Regions from separate parts of the Mus musculus genome. Here region 2 is linked to region 1. Evidence: chromatin contacts called from public HiChIP or PLAC-seq data. All regions are on one chromosome and are shown on one strand. The core of a region is the stretch at or near the end of the contact, and the rest is flanking DNA. Distances in the headings are between cores, read along the strand shown.

What was found. HiChIP or PLAC-seq counts read pairs in DNA pulled down with a chosen protein or histone mark.
Region 2: a contact with region 1 is called in an H3K27ac HiChIP or PLAC-seq map of embryonic stem cells, with 9 read pairs. The contact joins two enhancer-like sites. A contact is called at or near these places in 2 of 39 promoter capture datasets (the HPC-7 cell line and cranial neural crest), 2 of 484 Hi-C or Micro-C datasets (the G1E-ER4 cell line and nephron progenitors) and 4 of 115 datasets of contacts at active chromatin or transcription factors (all in embryonic stem cells).

The regions. Positions count from the first base shown.
Region 1 is chr4:141,163,212-141,170,640 of GRCm38.p6, forward strand. Fbxo42 (F-box protein 42) reads left to right here. Exons shown (of 10, transcript NM_172518.3): 2 at 4,502-4,766. The coding sequence starts at 4,517. Among named protein-coding and RNA genes, the nearest start is that of Fbxo42, 19 kb to the left of the region's middle. Within about 2 kb of position 2,675, at least 20 of the 459 cell types and tissues checked have an H3K27ac peak or open chromatin away from gene starts, as enhancers often do. A contact at or near this core is called in embryonic stem cells, where this site is marked.
Region 2 is chr4:141,562,317-141,569,745 of GRCm38.p6, forward strand. No RefSeq gene overlaps it. Among named protein-coding and RNA genes, the nearest start is that of B330016D10Rik, 20 kb to the left of the region's middle. Within about 2 kb of position 3,190, at least 66 of the 459 cell types and tissues checked have an H3K27ac peak or open chromatin away from gene starts, as enhancers often do. A contact at or near this core is called in embryonic stem cells, where this site is marked.

The DNA of each region.
Region 1 (7,429 bases), core at 1,425-3,924:
GCGCAGTGATGCAGCTGGTGTAGCCAGCCAGTGACCTGGCAAACAAAACCTTGGCATTCTCAAACAGACAAGCAAACACCCCACTCTTTCTGCTCCCCTCTTTAAAAACAAACAGACAGACAGACAGACAAACAAACAAACAGAAACCCAAAACCTTCAGAACTCAAAGAGACATAAAAGCTTTTAGTTTTGGCCAGCAGACTGCCGAGCACTCAGTGACGTTCCAGTGTATTTTGATCCAGTTGCTGCTATGAGGTGAGGCCAGCATGTAGATGCTCTGAGGACGTGTCTGACCTAGTGCTCATCAGGATGCCCCATAGAAAGCAAAGAGGCCCAGCAAAACAGCCTGTCTTCACATTCTGATTCTATTGATTTGACTTCCAATTGTGAATTTTCCCAAAAGACCCATCACTTTGGGGAATGAAGAGGTCTGACACGGGTGAGGATAAGAACTTGTCTTTCTAAACAGCTCATGAAAACCTCGTTTCTGGAGTTAATGTGGTTATGTGGGAAATGCTTTAAGCCAGCAGAAAACAAAATGAAAACAAACAAACAAACAAAAAAATTCCAAAACTTGAGAGCATCAAAATGTGTCCATGTCCTCGGGAGCTCTGAGCACCTGGTTGTGGAAGAGAGAAAGAAGCTATGTGAATTGGTGCGGCACATACAGTTGCCAAGGAAAGGACCTGCCACCCCTGTGTCCGGGGCTGAGTCAGCAAGTATGCCCTTGGAAGCATGGGACTCATGTTTCTGTGGACCACGAGACAGTGAAGCTCCTTAGAGCTTACTTACCTACGGCTGTGTGGGGACCACTGCTCAGACTTGCTGACTGTGCTGTCAGAAGGCCTTGAAGGGGGTAAATGGTTTATTGAACCAGATGATGTTCTCTGTGTGGGAAATAGTGATGAGAATGTCCTCCACAGCCCCCTCCAATTCAGTCATTCTGAAGCTACCTGGGCTCATTGGGCAGCACTGTGCTGCGGCTGGCCGACTGTGTTGGAATTAGATGCGAACAGTGGCCTACTCAACAGGTCCTTTTTTTTTTTTTTTTTTTTTTTGGTTTTTCGAGACAGGGTTTCTCTGTGTAGCCCTGGCTGTCCTGGACCTCACTTTGTAGACCAGGCTGGCCTCGAACTCAGAAATCCGCCTGCCACTGCCTCTCGAGTGCTGGGATTAAAGGCGTGCGCCACCACGCCCGGCTCAACAGGTCTTTTTCTTGGACTTTTTTCTTATGTGAGTTTGCAGAGTGAGGTTAATGTTAATCCAGGAAATGAGAGAAAGGAGTCAGTCTTATGTGTTTGCAGAAATGAAAACAGAAGTAAAACTGTAGGAGTGCAGGGGCCTGAGAGGAGGGGAGAGTGGGAGTAGTAGGGGAAGATGGGGGGATACTCAAAAGACATCAGATACCTGCAAAGCAGTATGCATCCAAGGCAGGGCTTACATCCACAGGGAGGAAGGAAAGCAAGCCAAGCCAGGCATGGTGGCTCATAATTTATAATCTTAACACTTGGATAGCTGAGGCAGGAGGATCAGTGTGAATTTAAAGACAGTCTGGGCTACAGGATATCAAAAAACCCAACCCAACCAATCAACCAGCTAACCAATAACGGCTAGAGAGGTGGCTCAGAGGTTTAGAATGAATAAATGCTACTGCTGCCAGCAGCAGGCAGAGATCTCTCTGAGTTCCAGGCCAGCCTGCTCTACAGAGTGAGCTCAGGACAGCCAGGACTATACAGAGAAACCCTATTTCAAAACAAAACAGCAAAAGCAAAGAAAAGTTAATTCAGTTCCTGCATTGGAGGCCTCATGGGATCCACCTGCTTCTGGTCTCCTGGGGACTTGCACTCACAAGCCCACACCTACACACAGAAATGCGTAGATCCCCTTTAATCCCAGCACTCGGGAGGCAGAGGCAGGCGGATTTCTGAGTTCCAGGCCAGCCTGGTCTACAAAGTGAGGTCCAGGACAGCCAAGGCTACACAGAGAAACCCTGTCTCGAAAAACAAAAAAACAAAAAAACAAAAAAAAAACAAAAAAAATGTAGATCCATAATTAAAATTAAATAATTGTGAAAACATAAAACTAACACCATGAGGCTGGTGAGTTGGCTTATGGTGGCTAAGAGCACTTGCTGCTCATGCAGAGGACTCAGGTTCGATTCCCAGCACCCACAGACAAGTCCCAGCTGTCTGTAACTACAGTCCCAGGGATCCAGTGCCTTTTTCTGACCTCTGTGGGCACCAGGCATGCAAGTGCTGCTTATAAATACCGCAGGCAAAACACACATAGACATTAAAAACCAACAACAAAATTACCTAATGTTTACACTTGTGTTTGAAGAACTTGAGTTGGGCATGGTGCCCTTGGGAGGCAGAGGCAGGTGGATCTCCGAGGCCAGCCTGGTCAACATCTACAGAATGAGTTTTGAGACAGTCAAGGCTGTTTCATAGAGAAATCCTATCTCAAAAAGCCAACCCCCCTAAAAAAGAAAGGCTATTAAAAAAAAAAAACCCACAAAGATCAAAGCTCCATTCCCTGTGAAGACTCCAGCTGAGTCGTTTGCCTCTTCAAAGTCTGCCAGAGCTTTGCAGCCAAGTCCTCTTGGAGTGGTCCCCAGCCGGCGGTTAGTAGTGACACAGGAGCTTCATCCTGTCCCTCCTTCCATCCTTCACCTGACCTTTCTAACCAGCTGTCTCAGAGAGCTCTGTGAGAGAGGCGTGGTCAGCGTGGCACCCTGGTCTTCTGTTCCCGACATCCCTCAGAGAATTCACTCCCCACTAAACCTTTAGTCCTAACTTGCGCAGCACCTCTCCTTTCAGACTCTAACTGGAACATAATTCTTCTTTTTGAGCAGTTTCAGTGAGTAGCCTGGCTGGCCTTGAATTCACTGTGTAGAGTAGGCTGGCCTTCAACTCACAGAGATCCTCCTGCCTCTTTACCTCTCAAATGTTTGGACTGAAGGTGTGCCTCACCGTACCTGTTCTTATGTAAATGGCAGTTCCTTAGTTTTACTGTTTTGACCTTAGGCTTTGCACATGCAAATGACTTATTTGCCTTTGTGTAGTTAGAATTTTCTTTCTAGAGATTTCTGGAACTAGAGTTCCCGCATAGAGGGAAATTTATGTAATCTATAATATCTCCATTAGAAATAACTATTGACAAGAACATACTCTGACCAACTCTTGCTCTCAGCCCATGGCTTTTCCACAGGCTGAGCTCTAGCTCCCAATTAGGGAACAGACTTTCCCAGCACTTTGGAACTTTGTATATTAATCACTGTCCTCACTTACGGTGGCATAAATTAGCTTTGCTCTGGCATAAATTGTCATGCAGAATGTACTCTGCCCTCTCTGCTGAGTATCTCTTCTGAGAGACTGGGGCCTGTGCCTGTCGTTCCTGACTTCATGGGTTTCCATCACGAATGACAGTTCTTATCATTGGTTTTGTTGTCAGGCACTTGGGTTTGTTTATTTGTTTTTATTGCCTAGGTGTATCATGTTTTCTGTTGTTCATATTGTTTTGTGGTTAACAGTTTAGCCAGCTAAGCCTGTTCTTAGAAAAGTTATTATTTTCTAATTGAATTGCCCTATATAAGGATAAGCACTCTACAGTTGAACCATACCCCCTCTCAAACTGATGTGTATAAATATATGTATTAGTATTATAGTCTGTAACCTCCAACTTTTCCTGCTTCAGCCTCCCAAGTGCTGGGCTCTCAGGCTGGCCCAAGAGAGCTATGCCTGTCTTAAAGCTTCTGCTTTTTTAACTCATATCTTCCTTCCAGCATTCTTCTATTCTTTTCTAGGACTCAGAGTTAGTTTTTCCTTGTCAGTGGGAGGTATCCCCTGCACCACATATTAGTCATATCTCTGAGGTAAGGAATTATGAAAGAACAGGTTTTCCAGGTTGTCTTTGCTTGCTTGAGATGGTTCCGCTGTGTGTAGTCTTGGTTGGCCTAGAACTCACTATGTAGACTCTAGGCTGGTCTAAAAGTCGCAGAGATCTACCTGCCTCTGCCTCCTTTGTGCTAGAATTAAAGAATTAGAGGTCTGTGTCCACTTGGTGGCATTTTTGTTTTTTATATTTAATGTGTTTTAGTGTTTACCTACTACACATGTGCAGTTCCCATAGAGGCCAGAAGATGGTGGTAGGTCCCCTGGAAATGGAGTTCAGGCTATTGTGAGCTACTGGTGCTGGGAACCAAGCCTGGGCTCTTTAGAAGAGCAGTGCTCTTAACTGCTGAGCCTTCTACCCACCCACCCCCCCCAAGTCTTCCTGTTCGAAGGTTATACTGGGACTTGTGTGCCATTCTAGGGGGAGGGAGGATGTGGCGGGCTTGGCATTGGCACTCTACCTATGAGATTAATATGGATCCGACTGGTTACGGGGAAGTGCTGGAGCAGCTTCATGCTGTGGGAAGGAAGGAGGCTGTGAGCAGCTCGGGTGCTCAGTGCTCCTGTGCTTCTGAGAGCTGTGCACTGATGTTTACTTCTTACACTAGAGCTTCGAGTGTGTCATGGCCAGCTCCTCGGACAGTGAAGATGACAGTGTCATGGCCGTGGACCAAGAAGAAACTGCACTGGAAGGGACAATGGAGCAAGATGAGGACCCCCACCCAGTGTTGGAGGTTGAGGAAACAAGACATAATAGGTCCATGTCTGAGCTGCCGGAAGAGGTTTTGGAGTATATTCTGTCCTTCCTTTCACCATACCAGGAACACAAGACTGCAGCTCTGGTCTGCAAACAGTGGTATCGACTTATCAAAGGTACACTTGTTTTAAAGAGGTGTGTGTGTGTGTGTGTGTCCATCCATCTGTCCATCTGTCCGTCTGTCTCCATGTATGTGTATGTTGCATGTATGCAGGTGCCTGTGGAGGCCAGGTGAAGGCGTCAGATTCACTGGGTCTTGAGTTACAGGGTCTGGGAGCCACCTGTGTGGGAGCTGGGCTTGAACTCAGTCTTCTGGAAGAACAGCAAGAGTACTTAGCCACAGAGACCTGGCTATGTCCATTGTGGTTTTGTGTGTGTGTGTGTGTTTTTTTTTTTTTAAGATTTATTTACTATTATATCTAAGTACACTGTAGCTATCTTCAGATGCACCAGAAGAGGGCGTCAGATCTCATTGCAGGTGGTTGTGAGCCACCATGTGGTTGCTGGGATTTGAACTCAGGACCTTCGGAAGAGTAGCCAGTGCTCTTACCCGCTGAGCCATCTCACCAGCCCGACCTTCATTTTTTTAAATAATTTTTTCTGAAGCAGAAATGGGGATAATGGAGATATTTTAATATATTCTTAAACATAAAGGAAAGAGAGAGAGGCGTGTTTGAGAGATAGGTTTACATAGTTCATGGTTTTAATTCCAGCCCTCCAGAGGCAGAGGTAGACAGATCTGTGAGTTCAAGGCCAATCTGGTCTATAGATAGAGTGAGTTCTAAGACAGCCAGGAGTATCAGAGAAACCCTGTCTCCAAAAAAAAAAAAAAAAAAAGCAAAAGCAAATGAAGTATGCCTTTAGTGAAATTATTCATTAGGATGGATATTTTAGAAAAAGTAGATTGTTCTAGAAGCATGATTAAACAAACAAACAAACAAAAACACAAAAGACCCCACAGTTTCTTTATATAGCACTGGCTGTCCTGGAACTTGCTTTATAGACCATGCTGGTCTCAAAATCAGAGATCCATTTGCCTCTGTCTCCTGGGTGCTGGGATTAAAAACATGCAACTACCATGCCTAGTGAGTATTTACTTTTTGAAATCCACTATATATGCACATGTGCTTTGTATATAGCCTGGGCTGGACTTGAACTCATGACCCTACATGCCAGTTCTCTGAGTACAGGAGTTGTAGCCTAGCATAATGCTCTATTTTTAGAGGGATTTTAGGTTCAGCGCCAGTAGTGGTAGGCATGGGCTTTGCCATCTACCTGTGCCCTACACAGAAACAGCCTCCTTCCTTGACAGCACTGCCCACCACAGTGGCGCCATGTTGCAGCTGGTGAACCTGCACATCACTACCACCCAGAGAGCATCCTTTATCTTAGGGTTCAGTCTTAGTGGTGTCCATACTACAGATGTACACAAGTGTATACTGATGTGTACTAACACTGGAGTAACACTCTTCACCTATGTTTATTTATCTTCTTATGAGACAGGGTCTCAACATGCTTGCCTGCCTGGCCACAACTCACACTGTTCCACTTGCCTCTGCCCTTCTAAATGCAGGGGTTAAAAGTGGGGACCACAGTTCCTGGAAAGCTCTTAACTTAAAAAAGATGTTAATTAAGATGTTTATGTGTGTGTGTGTCTCTGTGTGTGTGTGTGTTTGCCTTCAGTGTATGTATATGCACCACATATATGGAGGTGCCTGTGGAGGCCAGAAGACAGCATTGGATCCTCTAGAACTGGAATTACGGAGAGTTTTAAGCCACCCAACAGAAACAGAACCTGGGTCCTCTGTAAGGGCAGCAAGTGCCCTTAACTGCTGCGCTGAGCTCCAGCCCCTAAGCTCCAAACACTTACTTTTTGTTTGTTTGGTGTGTGTATGTTTGTTTTCTATCACATGGGTGCCTGATGTCTACTGAAGCCAGAAGCATATATTGGATCCTGTGGAGCTGAAGTTACAGGCAGTTCTGAACCTCTGTGTAGGTGCTAGGAAGTGAACCTGGGTCCTCTGGAAGAGCAGCCAGTGCTCTAACCATTGAACCATCACTCCAGTCTACCCAAGCGCTTAACTTTTAAGAGTCAGTTCTTGGACATACATTCAACCTATCACAATCTATTATGTAATAATCAACTTATATGGTCTCACTTAACTGGAGAATTCCTGATCGCTATGATCTAACTCTGTAGACACTGCTTCATCATATTCTTTCACAGAGCTAAGTTACTTCCCCCCTGTGCTTTGTAGTAAATGCTACCAGTTGTCTTCCTTGCCTCATGGTAGCCACCAGCACGAGGACAAGGATTATCACCTGAGCTGAGTCAGTACCTTACACACACCTCTCAACTTCCTCTGGCTTGATAAAGTGCAGTCTGTCCTTCCTCCCTCCCTTCCTTCCTTCCTTCTCTTTTTAAAGATTTATTTATTTATTTTATGTCTGAGTACATGATAGCTGTCTTCAGACACAGCACAAGAGGGCGTCAGATCCCATTAAAGATGGTTGTGAGCCACCATGTGGTTGTTGGGAGCTGAACTCAGGACCTTTGGAAGAGCAGTCAGTGCTCTTAACCACTGAGCCATCTCTCCAGCCCAAAATGCAGTTCTTTCAATTTGACATTCCTTGATTCTGTTTCCTTTCTTTGAACAAAAATGAGAAATTTGGACTTCCTCCAAAATATACAAGTGAGAAAGCAGTTAAAAGATACAATTTTGCCAGGTGGTGGTGGCCCACGCCTTTAGTCCCAGCACTTGGGAGGCAGAGGCAGGTG
Region 2 (7,429 bases), core at 1,940-4,439, 400 kb after region 1:
CCAGGCAAACTCCAGGTCCAGTGGGAAACCCTGACTTCCTCCTCTGGCCTGTATGGACTCGCTCAGTGTGAGTACACACGTGCACGCACGCGCGCGCGCACACACACAATTAATCAATGTAAACAACCACAACATTCCTGTCAGCAGTTTCACTTAATTCTCTGCCTCTAAGCCTGACTGATTTCTGAGTTCTAGTTCAAAAAGTGTGACTTTTCTGGACACTGACCAAAAATGCTAGAAATGTCGCCCTGCTGTTCTGGGCTTCTGCTCTGTTTCCTCTGAAGACTCCTCTTCCCGTTTTCCAGCAACTTTCAGACGTCCATTGCTGATCCTAATTCAACAGGCCTGGCTTTCTGTCTTGGCTCCCTCCTTCCTCCTGAGCAGTGCTCTGGATTTGGGGGGGGGGGGGTTGGAGGTGGGGCGGGGAGAAGGCTCATCAGGTAAAAGCTTTTACCTCACAAGGCTGTTGACCACTGGGACTCACCCAAAGGTGGGGGGAAAGATCCAACACTACAGGGCTGGCCTTTGACCTCCACATAGATGTTGCTCATAAACCTTCACAGAGAGAGAGAGAGAGAGAGAGAGAGAGAGAGAGAGAGAGAAACTAAAGGGTTTTTCTGTTTTTGTTTTAATATTTATTTATTTAATGTATGTGAGTGCACTGACACTGTCCTCAGACACACCAGAAGAGGGCATGGGATCCCATTACAGATGGTTGTGAGCCACCATGTGGTTTCTGGGAATTGAACTCAGGACCTCTGGAAGAGCAGTCAGTGCTCTTAACCACTGAGCCATCTCTCCAGCCCCTAAAGTTTTAAAGATTTCAAATTAATTGCTTAATCTGTCCTCTAAACCAGGCATAGTCACACACACACACACACACACACACACACACACACACACACACACAAACTGTAACCACAGCACTCAGAAAGCTGAGGCAGGAAGGTCAAGGGTTCAAGACCAGCCAGTAGCTCATGCTATAAAGTTGCTAAGCGTAAGGCTAAAACTCTCCTGCACAGCCATGTGGCAGCGGCTCACTCCTGCAAACCACTTCTGGGAGAGCCGAGGCCAGATTGCTTCTGGGAAAGCCTGGGCTGCAGTGTGAGACTCTGGTTCAAAAACCAAATAGCCAGGCATGGTGGGACAATGCCTTTAACTCCTTGCACTTGGGAGGCAGAGGCGGCAGATATCTGTAAGTTCAAGCCCCTGAATCAGATTAATTTGGGTCGAAAACCCCAAACTGAATGTCTCCAACTGATGAAAACAAAAGTTGTCAGAGACAGGGTCTCAGTCACTAGTGGAGAAGTTAGGCTAGATGCTCGTGAGGGACCCCTCCATGTCCAAAGTGGCAAGAGAGGGCATGTTCTAGATAGGCGCTGTGTAGCTAGGGAGAGACACCCCAAACCTGCACATGTATAGGGGAGAGCTAGGACTCTGGAAAGATGCTTCAGCAGGGGGAACTCTGAGTTTGGGGCCAGAGTTTTCATCCCCATGTGACAGGGCAAGAGAGAACAGAGGTTCCTCCATCTTGTATTCTTGCTGAGGCCAGTTCATGCTTAACTAGAATTTGATCTCCTTCATGGAGAATCCCATGGAAAATGACACGACTCTGTTCTAGGAACGGAGGTCAAGATGTCCCAGCTAGGGCTGGAGAGATGGTTCAGTGGTTATGAGCGCTGACTGTTCTTCCAGGGGACCTGAGTTCAGTACCAAGCACCCACATGGCGGCTCACAGCTGCCTGTGATTCCAGTTCCAAAGGATCTGGCGCCTTGGCACAGGCATGCCGGCCGAACACCAGTGCATATACAAATAAATAAATCTTTCTAAAAAGATACCCCAGCCGGGCGTGGTGGTGCACGCCTTTAATCCCAGCACTCAGGAGGCAGAGGCAGGCGGATTTCTGAGTTCGAGGCCAGCCTGGTCTACAAAGTAAGTGAGTTCCAGGACAGCCAGGGCTATACAGAGAAACCCTGTCTCCAAAAAAAAAAAAAAAAAAAAAAAAAAAAAGTCCTTTCCCACAATGCCTAGCGGTGCTTCGCTTTGTCTGGAACTCCAGACTGTACTCCCAGCCAGCCTGAATAAAGGCTTTCTTTCTGTCTTTTCATTGTCTGTTTCCTTTTGTTTTGTTTTGTTTTGTTTTTTGAGACAGGGTTTTCTCTGTGTAGCCCTGGCTGTCCCAGAACTTACTAGATAGACCAGGTTGGCCTCAAACTCAGGAGAGTTCATCCTCCAATCAGCCTCCCAAGTGCTGGGATTCAAGGTGTGTGCCAGGACACCTGGCAAGAAAAGGGTATTTTTAAATGAGGTTTAACCCATATACACACTTCCTTGAGTAAGACTTACTAAATCAGGCTACTGTGTCATCTGGAAAGGTGGAAGGTTTGAGCCAGCTGTTACTAAGAAGAGGGTGGATCCCTTGATCAGCAAGTGACAGCCAGAGAGATTTTGGGGTAGTAGCAACTGCTACCTTGCAGCTGAAGGGCCGGGAAAGAGAGCTTGCCCAGCCAATCTGAACCCTGAGGCTGCTAATCAACACAGCAAGAGAAGACTCTGTGGAGCTCCTGGTAGGCTCCCACTATGTAGACCATGCTGACCTTGAACTTACAGCAGTTAAGATCCTGTACCACGGGGGCTGGTGAGATGGCTCAGTGGGTAAGAGCACCCGACTGCTCTTCTGAAGGTCCAGAGTTCAAATCCCAGCAACCACATGGTGGCTCACAACCATCCCTAACAAGATCTGACGCCCTCTTCTGGTGTGTCTGAAGACAGCTACAGTGTACTTACATATAAATAAATAAATTTTTAAAAGAAAAAAGATCCTGTACCACTCTTGCTGAGAACTTGAATTGGCTCCCAGCACCCACTCGGGGTGGGGGGGTCGGGGGTGGGGGACGGACACGGGACAGGACTTTGGTTATTCGAGCTCCTGGGGATTCAACACCCTTTCCGGCCTCTGAGGCCCCCTGTGCTCTGGTGCATACACTTCAAGTACATAATTAAAAAAGAAAGAAAGAAAGACTTTAAAAAAAGAAACCTAGTTTTCAATGTGGGTTTCTAAGAAGATGCTAAATACAGAACTATGGAATGTAAGCTATTTCCCCTCCATACTTCCCCAGTCCTCAGAGCCCAAGAATGAGCTCCGACTTGAGAGAACAGAAAGCTTTTTGGTTTAAAATGCCGGGTGGGGCGTTGTTTCCCGCTCCGGCTGGGGCTGGAATCCACCCATTGTGATTCAGCTCTCCCCGCTGTTCCTTGGAACTAGTGAAGGACAAAGCCACAGCTTTCCTCACCTCTCTTAGAAAAGGCCACAAAAGACAGATTTGGGAGCTCTGTGGGTGGCTAAGCATTTGTGGGTTGATCAGAGGTTGGAAGTTATCTCATCTCCCGGCCTCCTAGTGAGTCTGAGGCCCACCTGGGCCACAGGAGACCCTGTCTAATATTTAAAAAAGAAAAGGAAAGGAAAAAAAAAAAAGGAGGAAAGCAAAGTGAAAACAAAGTCTAGCAGTTGGGCAGAGGTGACACATGCCTTTAATCCCAGCACTCGGGAAGCAGAGGCAGGCAGATTTCTGAGTTTGAAGCCAGCCTGGTCTACAGTGAGTTCCAGGATAGCCAGGGCTACACAGAGAAACCCTGTCTCGAAACAAAACAAAGTAAAACAAAACAAGTCCAGCAGTACTTATGGTCCTAAGCAGCGGCTACCAACCTGTGGGTTGTGACCCCTTTCATAAGGTAAGGGAGTGCTGAAAGACCCTTTTGCCTAAGACAATACCGTCGCAAAACACAGAAACAGTACAATTGAAAGCGGTAGAAAAATAACAGTTATGAAGTAACAGCGAAAATAATTTTCTAGTTGGGGGTCACCACAACGGAGGAGCTGTCTTAAAGAGTTGCACGAAGTGTTAGGAACGTTGGGAACCACTGGCCTAAGGTGATAAGCCATCCACTTTTAGAACCGGTTGATCCAATGCAGTTCACACTTTTGGGAAAAGGCCGAATTTGGCTCTGGGGGAAGTATCAATCTGAACAAGTAGGTTTGGTGATGAGTCCTCAGACTGCCAGGAGCCCCAGGATGGAAGGCAGGGATGGGAGTGGCTTATCTAGGGTCACTCCCCTAGCCTCAGCCCCCCCCCCCAACCATTAAGGAAATACAAGGGGCTGAGACTTAGCTGTAGGCATTCCCCAAGCGTAGCCTATGGCTCAGGAATAGTTTTTAAAGTCTACCCTAGTTGGGACTGAAGAGATGGCTCTGGACAGAGAGCATGCACTGGTTTTTTGATGTTGATTTGTTTTTGAGACATGGTCTCACTATGCAGCTCAAGTTGGCTGGCCTGGAGCTCACAGAAATCTACCTGCCTCTGCCTCCTAAGAGCTGTCATCGCAGCCGGCCTTCCTTGGTTCATTTTTAAATATTAATTTATTTGTATTTTATGTATATTGGTGTTTTGACTGTGTATATTTCAGTATGAGGGTGTCAGGTCCCTTGGAAACAGGATGTAAGCTGCCATGTGGGTGCTGGGAATTGAACTGGGGTCCTCTGGAAGAGCAGCCTGCTGAGCCATGTCTCTAGTCCACTATTCTTTACACACACACACACACACACACACACACACAGTACCTCCTAGAATGGAAGCACTCTAGGGCTTACTAACCCTAATTTAGAGGCACTTCCCAATGAGCTTGTATTTATTAATTCCTTCTAGACAAGACGCCCTCCATGCCCCCCTCCCTTGTAGCTGCACATGTCCTTACCTGGCAGAAGACACTATGTAGTCCAATGGGGTTGCGAAGGGATCCAACAACCCCCATACTGACATACATACAGTCCAAACACCAATATACAAAAAATAGGACTTGAGCCGGGCGGTGGTGGTGCATGCCTTTAATCCCAGCACTTGGGAGGCAGAGGTAAGCGGATTTCTGAGTTCGAGGCCAGCCTGGCTTATAAAGTGAGTTCCAGGACAGCCAGGGCTATACAGAGAAACCCTGTCTCGGAAAAAAAAATAATAAAAGGACTTGAGACTTTGCCCTTATTTCCCCTGAAGGCTCAGAGGGCATATCTTAGCCTTCTCTTTCTCAGACTTTGACTCTGTTATGAGTGACCATAAAAATCTGGGCCTTCAGAGACAAACCACACACACTGGGGGGTGAACACATGTGTTGGGGATGGGATCTAATGCTTTGAAGTAATCCGGGCCCCCAAAATTGTGAATCTGTGTGTCCAAACGCTGAAGATCCTTGTCCCCAATTGGTTTCTGATCAATCAATAAAGAGCCAACTGCCAATGTCCAGGCAGGTAGACTGAGGCGAGACCTTTAGATTTTCACAGGCTAGGCATTGGGAGAAAGGAAGGAGGGAGACGGATTAGATTTAGAACTGCAGAAGGAAAATCATCCGGAGTGTAGGAGAGAAGGAATGGGCCCGGAAGGGCTGCCCAGAAGGAGCCAGGGCAGCAAAGATAAAATATGGAGTTAGAGGCCATTAAGCTAGCAGTACCAGAGGGTAATGTGTGCTAGCTGCGGGGAAGATTAGAACTGCCCAGGCTTTGACCTCATCAAGGCATATTTAACATCAACTGGAGTGTGTGTGTGTGTGTGTGTAGTTTGTGTGTGTGTGTGTGTGTCTTTCATTCACAAATCCAGATAGCTCTTGGGTGGGTGTACAAGTGGGACTTGTCAGGCAGACAAATCGGGTTAGATAAACTTGACTGCTACACATATTATCACTGCAGGAAGAAGGCCAGAATCAGACAAGCTCCTCCTGGCTTTTCTTGGTGGCGCACACCTTTGATCCCAACTTGGGAGGACTTGAGAGTTCTCGGTCAGCCTGGTCTACAGAGCAAGTGTGTGTGTGTGTGTTTATTTATTTTATGCGTTTGAGTGTTTTGCTTACGTGCATGTCTGGGTACCACATGTGGCATGTTCAGAAGAGTGTGTCATATCCTCTGGAACTGCTGTCACAGATGGCAGTGAGCCCTCATGGTGGGTGTTAAGAATCAAACCAAGGTCCTCTGCAGGAGCAACACACGCTCTCCTAACTGGTGAACCATCTCTCCAGCCCTCTTGGCTTTCACAAAATTATATTTTACGATGAGCAGTGATGGCACACACCTTTGAACCCAGCACTCGGGAGGCAGAGACAGGCAGATCTCTGTGAGTTTGAGGCCAGCCTGGTTTATAGACTGAGTTCCAGGACAGTCAGAGCTACATAGAGAAACCCTGTCTCAAGAATTGTTTTTGTGGGCTGGAGAGATGGCTCAGCAGTTAAAAGTACTGATTGCTCTTCCTAAGACCCTGAGTTTAATTCCCACCAACCACATGGTGCCTCACAACCATCTGTAATGGGATCTGACGCCCTCTTCTGGTGTGTCTGAAGATGGCCACAGTGTACTCATATACATGAAATCAATAAATAAATAAACCCTTAATCCCAGCACTTGGGAGGCAGAGGCAGGCGGATTTCTGAGTTCAAGGCCAGCCTGGTCTACAAAGTGAGTTCCAGGACAGCCAGGGCTATACAGAGAAACCATGTCTCGAAAATCCAAAAAATAAAAATAAATAAACCTTTTTAAAAAAAAAATGGTTTTTGTGTGTGCACCCAGGTGTGTGGATGGCCCGTGGAAGTCAGATAAGAACCCCCAGGAGTAACCTACTCAGGATCCTGGAGTAGGGTGGCCCAGGAATGTAGCTGTTGTATAGGGTTATCACAAAAGCCTCCCATAAGGAGCAGAGTAACCCGGGGGAGGTAGCTGAAGGAGGCTCACCGCACCAGTGAGCTCAGTCAGTTATACATAATGAATTCCAGGTCAGCCCTACAGCCTGTCCAGGCTGGGGCAACATAAGGAGGTTGTGTCACAGCAAACCAGAGGGCTGTGCTCCAGGTGACTCATGGGTAAAAGCAGTTGCCACACAAGCCTCACACCCTGAATCCTGTCCCTGAGACCCACATAGAACTTGAAGGAGAGAGCTCACTTCCGAAAACTTGACCTCTGACCTTTATCTGCATGCCACGGCAGGCCTATTTACATACATACGCACAAATAAACTATATATGTGTATATGACATATGCGTGCGTGTGCATGTATGCATATGTATCATATAATTTGGGGGTCTGAGGGTGTGGTGGCTCAGTAGCAGATGCGTAAGAGGCCTAAATAAATAGAATAAAAAAATAGGTTTATGGGGCTGGAGAGATGGCTCAGCAGTTAAAAGCACTGACTGTTCTTCCAGAGGTCCTGAGCTCAATTCCCAGCAACTACATGGTGGCTCATGACCATCTGTAATGAGATCTGACACCCTCTTCTGGTGTGTCACTTCTTCACAACAGAGAGGGGTGACACTCTGCTGCGTGCCATAGAGCTGCCACAGAGCTGGCTCCCTCTCTTTCAAGACCAGGTCTAGATATGTAATCCTAGCTGGTCTGAAACT